Regions from separate parts of the Ovis aries genome. Here region 2 is linked to region 1. Evidence: chromatin contacts called from public Hi-C data. All regions are on one chromosome and are shown on one strand. The core of a region is the stretch at or near the end of the contact, and the rest is flanking DNA. Distances in the headings are between cores, read along the strand shown.

Region 1 (7,401 bases), core at 1,967-4,466:
ATATTTTACAAATGCTATTAACCATGATCCATATGATACCAAAGAATACACTTTTAAAACCTTCTTACTCCACCCCACCCCCCAACTGGGCAGAATGAACCCCCTGGGGTGAGGGTTTCTGTTTTTAGACAACATTTCAATCCTTCCTTCTCCACCTCCTCCTGCTCTCAACAGGCTACTGCTTTTCATACATCAGTCTCAGAATGATTATTCTCTATGACTTATTCCAAGATTGGACTTAACTGATAAAAGCTAAACATTCATTATGAGCTTCTCTCTTATAAGGCAACATGAGACAAATTTGCTTCAGGGCTGGAAGTAAGGGATGGTTCCACAGGCACCCAATGGCTGTTACTGTGTAACTTCAGAGACATCCCAGACGGGACTAGCTAGGAGTCATGTCTGGTCTGAGTGCAGTGGGGAACCTTCCTCTTGGGTCAGGTGGGTGGGGCCTGGGGACAGGGATGGGAGGGGCCACATTTCTTCTCCTGTGGCCTCTAGTTTTAGGTACCTGGAGATGACAATGGTAAGCCAACAGAAATCCAGCCAGAGCTAGATAAGGCAACAAAAAGCTTCAATCTCTTCTCCAAGTAAACAGAACTAGTACAGTATATTATTTTCTGGAACATGTACCCCGGGAGAAGTAACACAAGAGTTAAAGGGGGCCCTCTCTGAATACACTCACACACTGCCCCCCCCCCCGCCCCCCAATGAGCCAGTCTCTCTCTCACACCCACGCACACACAGAGCTATTCACAGGCGCAAATGTATACTATGTACAAACACACAGATCCGGGTTTCCCCTCAAGTCTCCTGGCAGACTGCCCACCAGAGAGGAGGGATGGGCTAAGGCAAGGGGAAGAAATAAGGAACCAGTCTCTGGAAGGAAACCAGCTGAGCCGTGAGTTGTGAGGTGCTTAGGGGCGTGTCTCTTCTCGTATTCCCAAGATGCAGCATTGTAGAGTTGGGGTTGGGCGGTTTGGAATCAACAAAAGGAAAACAAACAAAAGAACCCGAGGAGAATGGTCGGGATGGATACGAGCGCACAGGGTTTGGGCCCAGAGACAGAGATGTCTGAGCGTTCACACAGAGACTAGGCGAGGAGGAAAAAGTGCAAAATCGAGGCAACGTGTTTGCAGTCTTTCTTGTTTGGGTGCGGTCCTTGCTTCGGCCCTCAGCAGTGCGAGCTGCCGTCTTGCTCTAGCTTAATGGTTAGGGTGGGTTCCACGGCCAGAGGGGCCCCGTTGGTGTAGTGGGAGGTTTTGTAGGTGATGGAGTGATCAGTCTTCTTGGCCGCATAGCGGAACCGGTGGTAGTGGAGCACCAGGGCCAGCGCGACGGAGACCAGCACCAGCACCGCACCCCCGGCGGCCATAACGTAATACCAGTAGGCTGGGATGGGCTGCACGGGCACCGTGTCCACTGTGGGCTCGGTCCCCGGTAGGAGGGTGCCCCCTGGTGGAGAGACACAGAAGAGTGTTGCTAGGCTGAGAGCATGCAGACTAATCCAAAAATTAATTTAAAAAAAGAAAAGAAACACATACATGCTTTGGAGTGGATAGGGAAGGGGACAGGGGAACAAGATGGTACTGAGTATTTAGGGTGGGCCAAGCACTTTTCAGTGATTGATATTACTTCCTACTTACAACCCTATCAGGTAGGTACTCTCAGACCCATTTTACAGATGAGGAAACAGAGGCTCAGAGAGGTTAAATGAATGGTCATACAGCAAGTAAGTGGTAACTACTGTATTCAACCAAGAACTGTATGATTCCAAAACTCTTTTCTTCTTTCTGTTAAACTACAATACTCTATAATAGGTAGAAGCATTATGATTCTCTCTCTCTCTCTCTCTCACACACACACACACATATACACACAGGAATACATGCAAGTGATGTTAAAATGACTTCTGGGATTCCATAGGACTGATTCTCCAAATGGGTGGAAATAACAATATTTGGTCAGGCTGGCCAGCATTCTCAAACAATGTATTAATTAGGCTGGCTAGACTTGAAGGGGAATTCCACTTTGGTTTGCCAAGGCTTCCATGCCCACTGAAATCAGCCTGGTCTTGTCTAAACAGGTCAATTACCACTGTCAAGCAATGACTAACACATCTTCATTTTTTAATTGAATGGAGGATTTAAAAAGCGGATTGGAAGGATGTTGCAACCAAAAAATGTGGGTGCAAAACGATCGTAGGTATGTGAGAGAGACAGTGAATGAGTGAGAGCAGAGGGAGGGAGAACATTCTAATCACGGAAAAGACAGAGGATGGAAGAGAAGCTAGCAGAGGATTTACAAGGCAACCACATTCACTGGCCAGCCTCTGGTTGCCATGGAGATGATGTCGTAGATTTAAGCCCAGGGTAACTCTGGGGAAAGACTGGCTGGAGTCCCATTTAATGCAAAACAGTGCTACAACTCGATTCTCCCAACGATTTACATCAAATGAGAATCTGGCCCAAATGGGACTAGGAGCTTTTGAGCTTGCCAAAACCAGACATGATCTTTACTTCTGAAAAATGATGTATGCTTAACCTATGAAAAATTCCTCCCTAGCTGCTTACATCAAGTAGAGGTGGCCAGAAAGATGTGTGCTCTCTATCCGTGGAATATCCCAGGTGGGAGCCACAGTGGTGGGGAGGAGATGCTGCTGCCTTCTCCTCGTACCATTGGTCCTACCCTGTGGGTGTATCTCTGCTCAAGACGCAGACAAAGCTCATTGATATTTTCATGCCTCCCTCACAAGACGTGGAGCTCCTCAAGCAGAAGCACTTGCTCTCATCCTGGTTTCTACCTCAGGGTATGTATGCACCAAGAAGGCTCTCCATAAATGCCTGTGATTAAAAGACTGAACTGAGGTGAAGACTCCTATTTCTGAGTCAGTGTTTGCCGACTCCTGCAGCCTGAACCCCGGAGCACCTCTCTTTGATTTGGGAGATAGCTGAGGGGTGAATCAGATCTTCTGAGGCCTTCTCAGAAGTGTTAGAAAAATGAGAGCATTTTTCTTGGAAAATCTTTCAGAGCCTGTTCACTTTTCCAGCTCTTAATCATTGACTCCTCTAGTTTTAGGGAATTCCCTTGTGCTAGGGTACAGGGTTCGTTGGTGTCTCTGAGCCCATCGGAAGTGCCACAGGGTTGGGAGGAGCTATGACAAGAATGTGTCACCAGCATACACCCTGGCAGCTGCGGCCGCCACCCCTCGGGTGGAAAGGATCCCAGAACCCCAGGGTCACCACCACGCCCCTTTTACGCTGTCTTCTTCCTTAGCACCTCCTCTATTTGTGTTCACTCCCAAGACCATTTCCGCCTTTTAACACTTTGATTACTGTAGCTGAGAAAGCTCCTTCCCTCCAGTCCTCCTTCCCTCCCTCCCTCCCTCTTTTTGTGACTGTATTGAAAATTAGGCACAGAAACGGAAAGGGAAAGCAAGGCACTGAACACAGCTCCTTGAAGTGGCCAGCTCGTGAGTCACAGGGACGTGGTGTCAACTCATTATGCAGGTCACCAAGAGGATCTGCTGCCTGGCAACCATCCTGCTGCTGGCTTTTCATGTGGGCTCAGAAGAACGCACGAGAAACAACAAAGTGTGCAGAGATGGACTCCAGCTTCCTCCGGGCCACCTGCCTCTCCCCAAAGGGTGTCCTCGGGGCTGCCTCTGATTTCCATTTGGCTCCACAGTGAGACCCACCCTCTAATGAGGCCACAGCTCAGCCATGAGGGGAAAGGAAGGCGATACGCCCACAGGGATGAACTCCCGCTCTGAAGCGCCTGACCAGAACCCCAAAGCAGAAGCACTCATTTTTGTCAAAAGCGTGAAACAGTCACAACTGCTCTCGTCCCCACCGTCACCACACAGTCTCACTTCAAAAAGCTGCTTTCCTTCAGCCACAATGCTGGTTCTCAACACTAAATACACTGCCTCATCTCCCACCCCCAGGGCTCAACACGCTGGGGCTGAGGCCTTCTTCACTCGACTCCCGAAATATTGCTTATGATAGCCACAAAGCTGGGGCACGGTGGGGAGGATCTAGGGGACAGTAGAGAACCCGCCTGCCAAAGATAGAGACAGAAGAGACTCAGGTTCAATCCCTGGGTTGGGAAGATCCCCTGGAGGAGGAAATAGCAACCCACTCCAGTATTCTTGCCTGGAGAATCCCATGGACAGAGGAGCTTGGTGAACAGTCCATGGAAGTTGCATAGAGTCAGACATGACTCTGGAGAAGTCATGTTATGTGGGTTACAGATTCAGAATCAGAGCTAGATCCCCGGCCTCAGGTTCTGCTCTGCTCTGGAAGACAAACTCCACTTTCTCATAAACCTTCCTCCCATTTCCTGCTAATACTCCCCTCCCCAGAAATGATCACCATGCAGAAAATTGTAGTGACAGAAGCCATTTGGTGGACGACATCATATTGGCTCCTTAAACATTCTCCCTGGACATTTGTTTGGAGAAATGAGAAAATATACTATGTGAATTTGTGTTTTTAATGTTAAGGCAGTCAGAAAAGAGAGGATACAGCTAACAGGCCTCCTCTCATCCCCCTCAGGCAATTTTTGATGACCTGCAGTTGGGGCCAGAGTTTCTTAGGATCTTCTCCAGCTAAAGAGACTCAACTCCCACAGGCTGCTGCTTTAGAATTTGGCTCTGAGGCAGTCTTCAAGGGCTGTATGCTAATGAGGCTGTGGTCTGCCAGCCAGAGAAAAGGAAGGTCAATAGGGCTTAAGTCCTTTTCCAGAGCACCTTCCTAGATAAGGGCAGCAATCCCAGGAATGTTGGATGGATGGATGAATAGATGGGGTACAGGGATGGAAGGTGGCTAGATGAATGAGTGGACAGCTGAATGGAGGAATGCATGTCGGACCAACATTCAGACTTCCTTGAAAAAACCTTGATGACCTAATGGTACTTCACAGAATAGTTATTCTTGGAAAGTGTTAGATTCTGTTACCTTATACCATGCCTCTACATTAAAATGCAAAAAGGTGCCCCCTTTGGGCAGATGCTGGTAAGTGGCTGCATTTTAGCCCCACTTGCCCCCTCAGCCATATGAGATGCCCGGGCCATTGTGTCACAACTCAGGAGCTGGAGACATGTCCCCCAGGATGGGAGAAAAAAACGCAGGTGACTTCAACTTTGTCCAACACTGGTGATGTGCTCACCTGAAGAGTCCCTTTGATTGTTCAAACTTCCCCCATGTACTCACAGACTTTGATTTCCCCCCAACTGAAAGATGCTCTCAATGTCTGTTCTATTTTTCATGAATTTCTACCTTCTAATTCTGTATACGGTTTTCTCATCGTGTAAGATAATGAGAAACAGAAATTTAAATAGTCAATAACTCCAAGTGTATTTGCAAGGTTGAGTAGGCTTCCACCTGTAAAAGTTCTGAGCCCCTTGGAGAAAGGAGTGGTGTGAGGTGGAGAATTTAAATTCTGAGAAACAATAGATTCTAAGAAGTCCTGCACGGGAGGATAATACACTTGATCTTAGCCAAAAGGCTGAGAAGCGATATGGGAGTATAAAAAAAAAAATTACACAGTAGGTAGGTTCTTTCCATTCCTGTTGTGCAAACAGGGTTACTGAATTAATAAGCAACTGCGACATGTGAGCATAACTACCGCTCTAATGAGTAGAGACTTCCTGGGTGCCAGGCGTTGGACTACTTATCATCTTTATTCTTCATGACTCTCAGATGGGAAAAGCGGAGAACCTGAGAGGATAAGTGACTTTCTCCTGGTTTTGCCTGGAGGAAAACTGAGGAGGAGGACGGGGGCAGCACAGAGTGGAACCTGAGAGATGGCCCAGAGCTTTCAGAGGAAGCACACACGGCTGGGAAGTGGCGGGGTCAGGACTGGAAGTACGTGGACCAAATCCTCCACCCATGCCGGAACCCAGGGGTCAGAAGACGAAATCTGGCTCTCAGCCTATTTCTGTACATTTGGGAACACAGCCACCCTCATCGCATATGGCTTATGGCTGCCTTTGTGCTTCCCTGGTGGCTCAGACGGTAAAGCATCTGCCTACGATGCAGGAGACCCGGGTTCGATCCCTGGGTCGGGAAGATCCCCTGGAGAAGGAAATGGCATCCCACTCCAGTATCCTTGCCTGGAGAATCCCATGGACTGCAGATCCTGGTAGGCTACAGTCTGTGGGGTCGCAAAGAGTCGGACATGACTGAGCGACTTCACTTTCACTTCACTTTGTGCTACAGGTGCAGTGAGTCCCAGCCACACAGTGTCACAGAGCCCAACATGTTCACTATCTGTGCACTGACAGAAAAAGTGTGCAGACTCTGCTCTAACCACATGGGGTGGAACAGGAAGCAGACCTCTCCCTTTCTGCTTCTTTCTTCTGTCTGAACCTGTCTGCGGATTGTCTCAGTCAAATTCTCACTGAATCACCAAAAAGCGAAAACATCTCCTGCAGCTAAGTTTATGAAATGTCCTCCAGACCTGGAGGAGTCACCCAGGTTTCCAAGAGAAATGTTTCGAAAGATACCTAGTGTACGTAAATCATTTTTCTCGGAGAGGGAGAAAAGGTTCACTGCAAATCAGAACTGTTTCAGGCCTGGCCTGTCTGCAGTCTCGCATGTGTAGGTTGAAAACGAAGAGCTGGAGAAGGGGCATTTCAGTTAAAACATTTATTTAATTTGTGAGATTAAACAAACAAAAGACAAAGCTGGCTTCTCTAGAGAAGTTTATAGAAGAGGGTCGAAGAACGCAGTCACGCCCACAGATCTGTTTGGAAGAATGTAGAAGTATACAATCTCCCTGCGAAATGACTCTTCATTTGCCTTGCACTCAGTGTGAGTGTGTGTGTGTGTTTTGGGGGGGGGCGGTCAGTGGGAGAGTTCCACTCAGTTAGTAGGAAAGCTGCTGCCTGCCCCCCACCCCACACCTGTCTAAGACACCCCTAAACCCAGATCCGTGGCTGCCTGAAGTCTGAACACTTGTCCTCTCTTTGGTAGCACTTAGATTACTTCTGTTAAATTAAGGCTTGTCCTTTCTGTTCCTGGAGAGAGGAAAAGTCAGTGAAAAAAATTTTTTTCTCCCCTTAGAGAAACTGACGTTGGCGGCAGTTTAGATGAATGGTAAACTTGCAGGGCGATGTGTCAAGCCTCTGCAGCTTGAACCTCACAAAGGATGCCTTGGCGTCCCCTTGGGCAGCAATAGCAGCCGGGCAGTTAGTGGTTCACACGCATCTCATCTCCAGGCTCCCTGGCTCAGCAACACCTAGCTCTGATCTGGCAGCTGGGGACCTCAGGGGGAGGGGGCCAAGGAGAAGGAGTCACACCCTACAGCTGCCTATCTGGAGCCCTGGCAGGGGTTGGGAATACTTCTCTGCCTTTCATCAGAGGATTACGGCGAGAATGCCATTTAACCCTCACTGCG
Region 2 (7,401 bases), core at 1,391-3,890, 170 kb before region 1:
TCACAAAGAGTCACACACAACTGAGTGACTGAACTATATTGGAGTTGAATAACACTAGGGATTTTTATCAGTAGATCCTTATCCGTGATTTTTTTTTTTTTTTTGCTTTCACTGTGTTCACCAAGCAAATCTCCATCAACAATACATTTATTGCATACAGTAACCCTCTAGGGCTTCCCTGGTGGCTCAGAGGTTAAAGCATCTGCCTCCGATGCGGGAGACCTGGGTTCGATCCCTGAGTCGGGAAGATCCCCTGGAGAAGGAAACGGTAACCCACTCCAGTATTCTTGCCTGGAGAATCCCATGGACGGAGAAGCCTGGTAGGCTACAGTCCACAGGGTCACAAAGAGTCGGACACGACTGAGCGACTTCACTTTCTCTCTTTCTTCTTTGATCCTTCACCAGGGGGCATCTGGTGCCATTGCCTTTCTGGGGTACCTTAGCTCCATATCCCAGAGTGGGTCCAGGGAAGAGCTTGTGAAGGTTTGAAAGTCTGTGCCCCACCCAAGTGAAATCTATCCAGACAGAAGAGCACCCATTGAGTCAGGAAGATGGTCAGAGACTCTGGTTGGCAGGGTTCAACCGTGTGACTCCCTCTAGACTGCAGCTTTGGCAGTGTTCCCGAAAGGCTCAGGGAAGCACATGGAATCCCGCCATATTTTAGTCTGAATTTGTGCAAATCTCTTTGAGGCCCCCAAATGCAGCCTCGCAGGATGCATTTGTCTTTTCATCCAGATGCAGCTGGGGATGGTTGTCTGCGTGTTTCACCTCCTTCCTAGGCTGTCTGTAGACTGGCATGGAAGAAGGACAGCAAAATTATAATCTTCACCTGAGGGATGTTCTTTTCCTGAAAATTAGAGCAACGTAGATGCTATGTGTTCCTATTAGTCTTATTGAGCACTCTGCTGGGAATGGTGGACAGCCTCCTGGGTGAACATTAACTGATTTCCTCTTCCTAAAGGAATGTAGTGGGCTATTTTCGTAAAACACATGCAGCCTTCAGTAGGTGAGTTATTTATTTTCAAAGAAAATTATGACATGGAAATATAACCTATAGCAGGGCTTTACTGTTCATTTCTGGGAACACTCTGCATATGTCTCTAGACTCTTCATTTTCCACGCAAAGAATAGTCAAGAAATCTCTACATCAAACTGCTCATGTAACCTGGAAATGTTGGTATTGGTGGTGCAGATCCAGATTCAAGCCTGCAATTTCTTTATACTCGAGTGCTACTGTCTTCCCAATTAGGCTTAACAATCTTAGTTTGCCTGAACACCAGGCTCATGTCTGCCATGTTGAATGTCTGTTTCTTTATGCAACTGTGACTTATCACCAATGTCAGCTAAGACTCTCCTTTCACAGTTGTATAAATGACCACGTTCCCATCTATTTTTGTAAGTGCTTTGGCATTCAGACGGCGTATGTGTTTTATTGAATTTTCCCATATTATGGCTTTTCCGCCAGGGAGTTAAGAGGCTAATTCAGAGTCATGTGATTACAGGAAGATGTGTGAGGAAGGCAAGAGGGATATGATTCTATAAGGTCTGCTGGGCCCAGACCAGGAATCCATATGTTTCCATTTTCCTAATAGGCAGAGAAAATAAAAAACAAAGAGGCCTAGAGACCTGCACCTGCATAAAAGCAGCCCAGCAGAAGTAATCTATAAACACATGAAAAGCAGCTCTCGAACAATTCCATCTGCATTTTATTGAAAGAAACCTTTGGAAAGGAGAGAGGGAAGGTACAGTTTACAAGAACTGTATAAATCCTGCCACAGTGCCAACTGCTAAAAGCATTGGAGTCTGGGAAGGAGGGAGAGATCCATTCATTCATTGCCCCTAGAAAATAGGCATTCAGACCAGCCACACACCTCATGCGTCCCGAGGGATTTACACCTCTGACTGACTGATCGCGCGAATCACCTTGGATTGATTGCTTCTATATAGAATGTTCCTTTATAGCGTGTATGCGTTCTCATTGCAGAGTTCGGCTCAATTCCATTCTGCAGGAGCCTCTTTGGGACACTTTGCATGAGAGATGTGGGAGAAGGGAATATTTTGTTTGTTGGTTTCTCTAGTGCATTTCAAGACTGATTGACTCTTAAGCCGGGTGCAGAGGGAAAGTCCGTCATCCCCACCTCAAGTGAATTCCAAATCAGTGGCCTCCTCCCTGTTTCTTCAGAGGACCCTGCATTTTCCTCTTTCCAGTATTGCTGCATGCATACTAAGTCATTTCAGTCGTGTCTGACTCTTTGAGACCCTATGGACTATAGCCCACCAGGCTCCTCTGTCCATGGGAATCTCCCAACAAGAATACTGGAGTGGGATGCCTCCAGGGGATCTTCCTGACCCAGGGATCAAACCCCTGTCTCCTGTGGCTCCTGCACTGCAGGAAGATTTTTTTTACCGCTGAGCCACAGAGGAAGCCCCTTGGTACTGTTATCACCGTTAAAAAAAAAATCTCCCTGGGCACATATGTATCTTTTTTTCTTTCCTCTTTCTCCTTTTTTTATTTCCATGGGAAAACAATTTTGTTCATTGTATCTATCATTCAGCAGTGGCTGGTCTTAATGATGTGTTCAGGGCGGCTGAGTTCCATGTTTTCCTCTCTGTATCTCCTTTGCTTGGCTCTTCCTGAAACATCGGGTTTCTCTCCCAGGGCTGTCCATCTGTCTCTGCCTCTTAAGGGTTTTGATAATTCTTGCAGTCATTTTGCTCCTTGTCGTCCTCACTCCCGGTGAACGTGTTCAGGCCAACAAAGTCCCCTTTGGAAAACCTTTCAGATCGTCTGAACTGGCCACGAGGGGCTGAAGATTTGAGATAAACAAGAGTCTGAGATTGCTCCAGTGTCTGGCTGGCAGGAACGCATGGCCTCTCGGCGCCAGCTGCGCTCACCGGGATGTGTTGGTGCTGGCGCCGAGCACCAGGGGGCGCTGCCGGCTCGCGCACGAAAGGGAGGGCTCCCCGCGGCTCCGGGAGGCGGCAGCGGCACCCGGGTCCGTGTCAGGCTCCCAGTCCCAACCCTGCCAACTGCGCAGCCAGCCCCGCTCTCCGTGTCTGCGAGACTCAGGGGTCGCCACTCCTGGGGCTCAGACTCTGAACCCATATGGACCTGGCAGGGACCATCCGGGATAGTGGAGGACACGGGCCTGAGCAGGTGGGAAGCGTTTTAATAAACGCGGGTCCGGCTGCCACACTTGCAGAACGCCTCGAGCTCAGCTCGTTCACCGGCTCGTTCGTGTGGACTGCTTCCTCCTTCTGCAGTGACTTATTCTGACCATAAGATGTAGTTACAGTTTTCAAGACTAAATAAGTGAACTAATGAACCTAAGATCTGCTCTGTGAGAGGCAGCCCTGAGGAATGAGACCTGAACTGGACTGACACTGAAGACTTGGGTTGGAGGCTTGTCTCTAAATGAAGAGCCTTGGGTAGATTGCTTACTTCCTGGACTCTCTGATCCTCAGTTTTCTTCTCTGTGAAATGGGAACAATGATGGTGGTAAGAACAAATCAGGACTCAAAGAACTTGAGGCCCCTTCCCTTCCTTCACTGTTTTCATGGTATCATTTTCCTGATTTTCCCCCAGCACCACCCCCAGGCTTTTAAAAAGCCTTGTTTGTGGATCTCCCTTTTTCTATAGTTTCTATATTGGTGTCTCCTAGGTTCAGTTCCACACCCTTGAATCTTTTGTTGTGCTTGTTGTTTAAATAATACTGTGTGCTTCCTTGGGGCAACATGGCCCAACAGGATTCATCCCCCACCTCCCCCAGAGGTTTCCTGACCCCAGGATCTATCTACAGCCAGTCCTTGTCCAGGGCTCCGGAGTGGAGCTCAGTGCCCACGGCTTCCACACAGACCAGCCCAGGCTGCTATGCAGGCCCCTAACTGGCTTGATGGGGCTCCTCTGGTGGCTCAGTCCATAAAGAATCTGCCTGCAGTGTAGGCAGAGTTGAGACCCAGGTTCAATCCCTGGGTTGGGAGATCCTTTGGAGAATGGAATGGCAACCCACTCCAGTATTCTTGCCTGGAGAATCCCATGGACAGAGGAGGCTGGCGGGTTACAGCCCATGGGGTCACACTGAGCTGGACATGACTGAGCGACTAACATTTCACTTTTTCACCTGACTCGATGGCCACTTCCTTCTCTGACTCCTCTCCCTGCTCCTGAATTTCCAGCATGACAAGTGACCCCAATTTCTGCCAAGCTTCTAAGGCAGACTTGGGAATCAGCCTGACCTCCAGCACTCACCATGGTCAAGGGGTCACTGAGAACGTTGCTTTTCCCAACCATCCCTCCACCTCTGTCCCTTCTCCATCAGCCGACAGCCCCCCAGTGTGTGGCTTCTCCCCCCTCCCACCTGCTTCCCGCCTCCAGCCTCTTCATGCCCAGCCACATCTCCTCCCTCTCCTCTGCAGCAGAAAGACCTTCCCCAAATGTGCGTGCAGGTGTATCATTCCTCTGCTTCAAATCCTGCCGTGATTCTTCCAGCAAAAGCCAGGCTCTTTGCTTGGGGCACAAGCCCTGGGAACCCAAACCCCTGTGGGTCTTGTGCCTCCACCCCTGACCCTCACCCCCACTCCCCACTTCCCAGGGTGGAGACCTTGATGCTCACAGCCCCCGCCCAGCCATCCCTTCAATGCTCTGTGCTCACTTCCCTCACTGTCCAAATCACAGCCAGGACTGGGCTCAGGGTCACCACCACGAAGCTTCCTCAGCTGACCCCCTCCCAGTCTGGGCTTGGAGGGGGTCTGTCAAGTGTTCATCACACTGTGTTCTAAATGTCCCTGCTCAGCATGGAGTTCCATGGGGCAGGGGCACCCACGTGTCTCATTCCTGTGACCCAGCACAGTGCCTGGCACACACTAGGTGCTCAGAAGGTATCAGGACGAATAGCTGATGGGGAGGGACCCTGCCAACGTGAAACGCAGCGCATGTGGAAGCATGTTGTTGTTACGTGGAGCACCTGATGTGGGGGAGAGAAAGATGAATTAGACACAGAACTAGCCTTCGTGAAAACGCATTTTGAAAACCATCACAGAATGCAGTGAACCGTTGACGCGGCTCTTATGCAGGTTTTCAGATCCTTTTGAAGAGCCATGTCATGTTACTCGCATCCTCGTTTACCTCTGCTCAAGTCGTTTTCATGCTGGGAAGCCGCCAAGGGGCCATCTGTTTCTCCGGAATCAGCCTGGGTCTCCAAGGACATAAGGGCCTCACTGACCTTAAACAGCCCGATTGCCTTGCTCAAGGACACCCAGCACAGTGGGCAGGAATTTCATCGGGAGAAGTGAGAACAGAAGGGGGAAGAGGGTTCTTAACTCCCGGGAGACTCTGAACCTGGGGATGGAGGAGATGTGGAGAAGACCTGCCTGCAGGGGCCTTTTCTATTCACTGTGGACTCAGGAGAGAAGAGGTGCTGGGAGTCTTGGCCGGGGTGGGGAGGACTACAAGGTGGCTACAGGCCCACTGCTCTCTGGGATCTCGGCTATATGGGGGCTGGGCTGTTCTCACTAAAGGGATGTGATGCAAGGTCATCTTGCAAAACGGTTAGTGGTTGAATGACCTCCACCCGAAGCCCAGGGACTCTGCATTTGTAGACAGCTTCCTGGGACCTCCTGCCAACCACCTGCTGATTGTGGGGAACCTCCTCTCGCCCCACTCCCTGGATACTTAACATCTCCATCACATTCCATTAGAACTGTTTGGAGTTGATTTTCTGACAATGTCTCCCAAGTGACACAGTATCATCTATAGTTCAAGACTTTTCTTTATGCTCAGGTTCTTTTAATCACAGCCAGAGGTCCCCTAGTTCATCAGGATCAATATCCTGACGGGATGCAATCCATCAGCTTGGGCAGCCTGCCGAAGGGAGGGCTCTAAGCATCGTGGGGGCCAGGGTGGGCATGGCTGGGCTTGGCAGTGGCCTGTGTAGCCTCACCCAGCCTTGGTCAGCATGGCCCATTAGGCTAGGGGGACGCTAAGGGTGGTTAGAATAATGATGTCTGGTCCCCAGGGCCCACAGTAGCTCGACCTTCTTTGTGCACCTGCTGGGTGTGAGATGCTTCTTCTGTGAGTACTATGTGCCTGAAGGGCTCGGTGCTTCTGGGTCATCTGGTATCCCCTCCCACCAGTCAGCGAATTCCCCAGAGTGTCCATTCCCATCTCTCTCCAGCAGTTATACGAATCTTATGCACCAGAGTTTCATCTGCTTTCCTTGAGGGAATAATTCCACACGCGTACACGGTTGATGGTTTCAGAAAGGCTGCAGCATTGTATGAGAGATGCTATGTGGGGCAGAGAGCATTCCCTGGTTGGGTATTTTGCTTTTCAGAAAAAAAAAGAACACTTTTTCACTCCCTTTTTAAAAATTAAATAAATTGAATCGCCCCGAGCAATTGCTGACTCACTCCTAAATTGGCCTTTCTAGCCTCTTGCCTTGATATTCCTCTAAACTCTGGGTCTTCTGCAGTTTCAGGTCACTTTCTAAAAGTGCTTTCCTCTTTCTCATGCTTCATTATGATGAATCTAGCAAAAAAAAAAAAAAAAAAAAGACACCAAACCTTTGGGAGTGTTCCTTTTAACTTTACTCCAGTTGATCTAACTTGAAATTAGACTGACCTAGGTTAGAATCAGAGAACTCTTCCTTTTTACTGGCTGTGTGATCTTGAGACACTTACTAACTTCTCTGAGAGTCAAGTTCTTCACATTGTAAATGAAGGGGGCAATGTGGAGTTGAGATTGTTTCGCTCGGTGGTTGTGAGTTTGAATGTGACATTGCACATCATATGCTTAGCAGAGAGCTCAGCACATTGTGAAGACACTTCTCCTTAATATCTACTTGACGTATTAATAAAAACAGCAACAGTAGACAGGCCCATAGAGGCATCTACTGACCTTTCTGGGACTGGGTTGATGTTATTCAAGGGGAGAGAGATTCTAAAGGAGGAGTTGGGAGCCCCAGCTCTGCCCCTTACTTCCCTCCCGGTCTGGCACGTTACATCACATCCTCAGACTATTTCCTCACCTAGGAAATGGCAGTTCATAGGGTTTCAATGAGGTAGTGCCCACAGGAGCAGGTGATTCTGTGCTTGGTGCTTCCTAGGCTCTTCATTTCAACCGCTGAAGAAGAACTGTGAACCCAAGTGCTCATTCCTTCTCTTTACTCTCTTCATTTCCTCTTTTTCTTCTGGGGTGAGGATGAATGACAGCAGCACATTGCATGTAGGCCTCACCACCATCCTGGGAGGGGAGGGAGGGGAGGAAAGCGCCCTTGGCTCATATGCAATAACTTCCTGGGGTCACCTCCACCACATCCTGTGATCCCGAGACACCCCAACTGCTGGATTTCAGCAGAGGAGTCTTGAGAGCTGTAGACACTTTGAGAGTAGGTAGGGGAAGAA

What was found. A called contact is a pair of places that touch in the nucleus more often than the background predicts.
Region 2: a contact with region 1 is called in a Hi-C map of mixed tissues, with 4 times the contacts expected there. The contact joins two enhancer-like sites. A contact is called at or near these places in 4 of 16 Hi-C or Micro-C datasets (blood, hypothalamus and mixed tissues).

What each region holds. Positions count from the first base shown.
Region 1 is chr2:207,921,971-207,929,371 of ARS-UI_Ramb_v3.0, reverse strand. The region is part of intron 15 of NRP2 (neuropilin 2); the gene reads right to left. TRNAR-ACG (transfer RNA arginine (anticodon ACG)) reads left to right here and starts at 6,000; the gene lies at 6,000-6,071. Within about 2 kb of position 3,216, at least 7 of the 54 cell types and tissues checked have an H3K27ac peak or open chromatin away from gene starts, as enhancers often do.
Region 2 is chr2:208,088,805-208,096,205 of ARS-UI_Ramb_v3.0, reverse strand. No RefSeq gene overlaps it. Among named protein-coding and RNA genes, the nearest start is that of INO80D, 120 kb to the left of the region's middle. Within about 2 kb of position 2,640, at least 3 of the 54 cell types and tissues checked have an H3K27ac peak or open chromatin away from gene starts, as enhancers often do.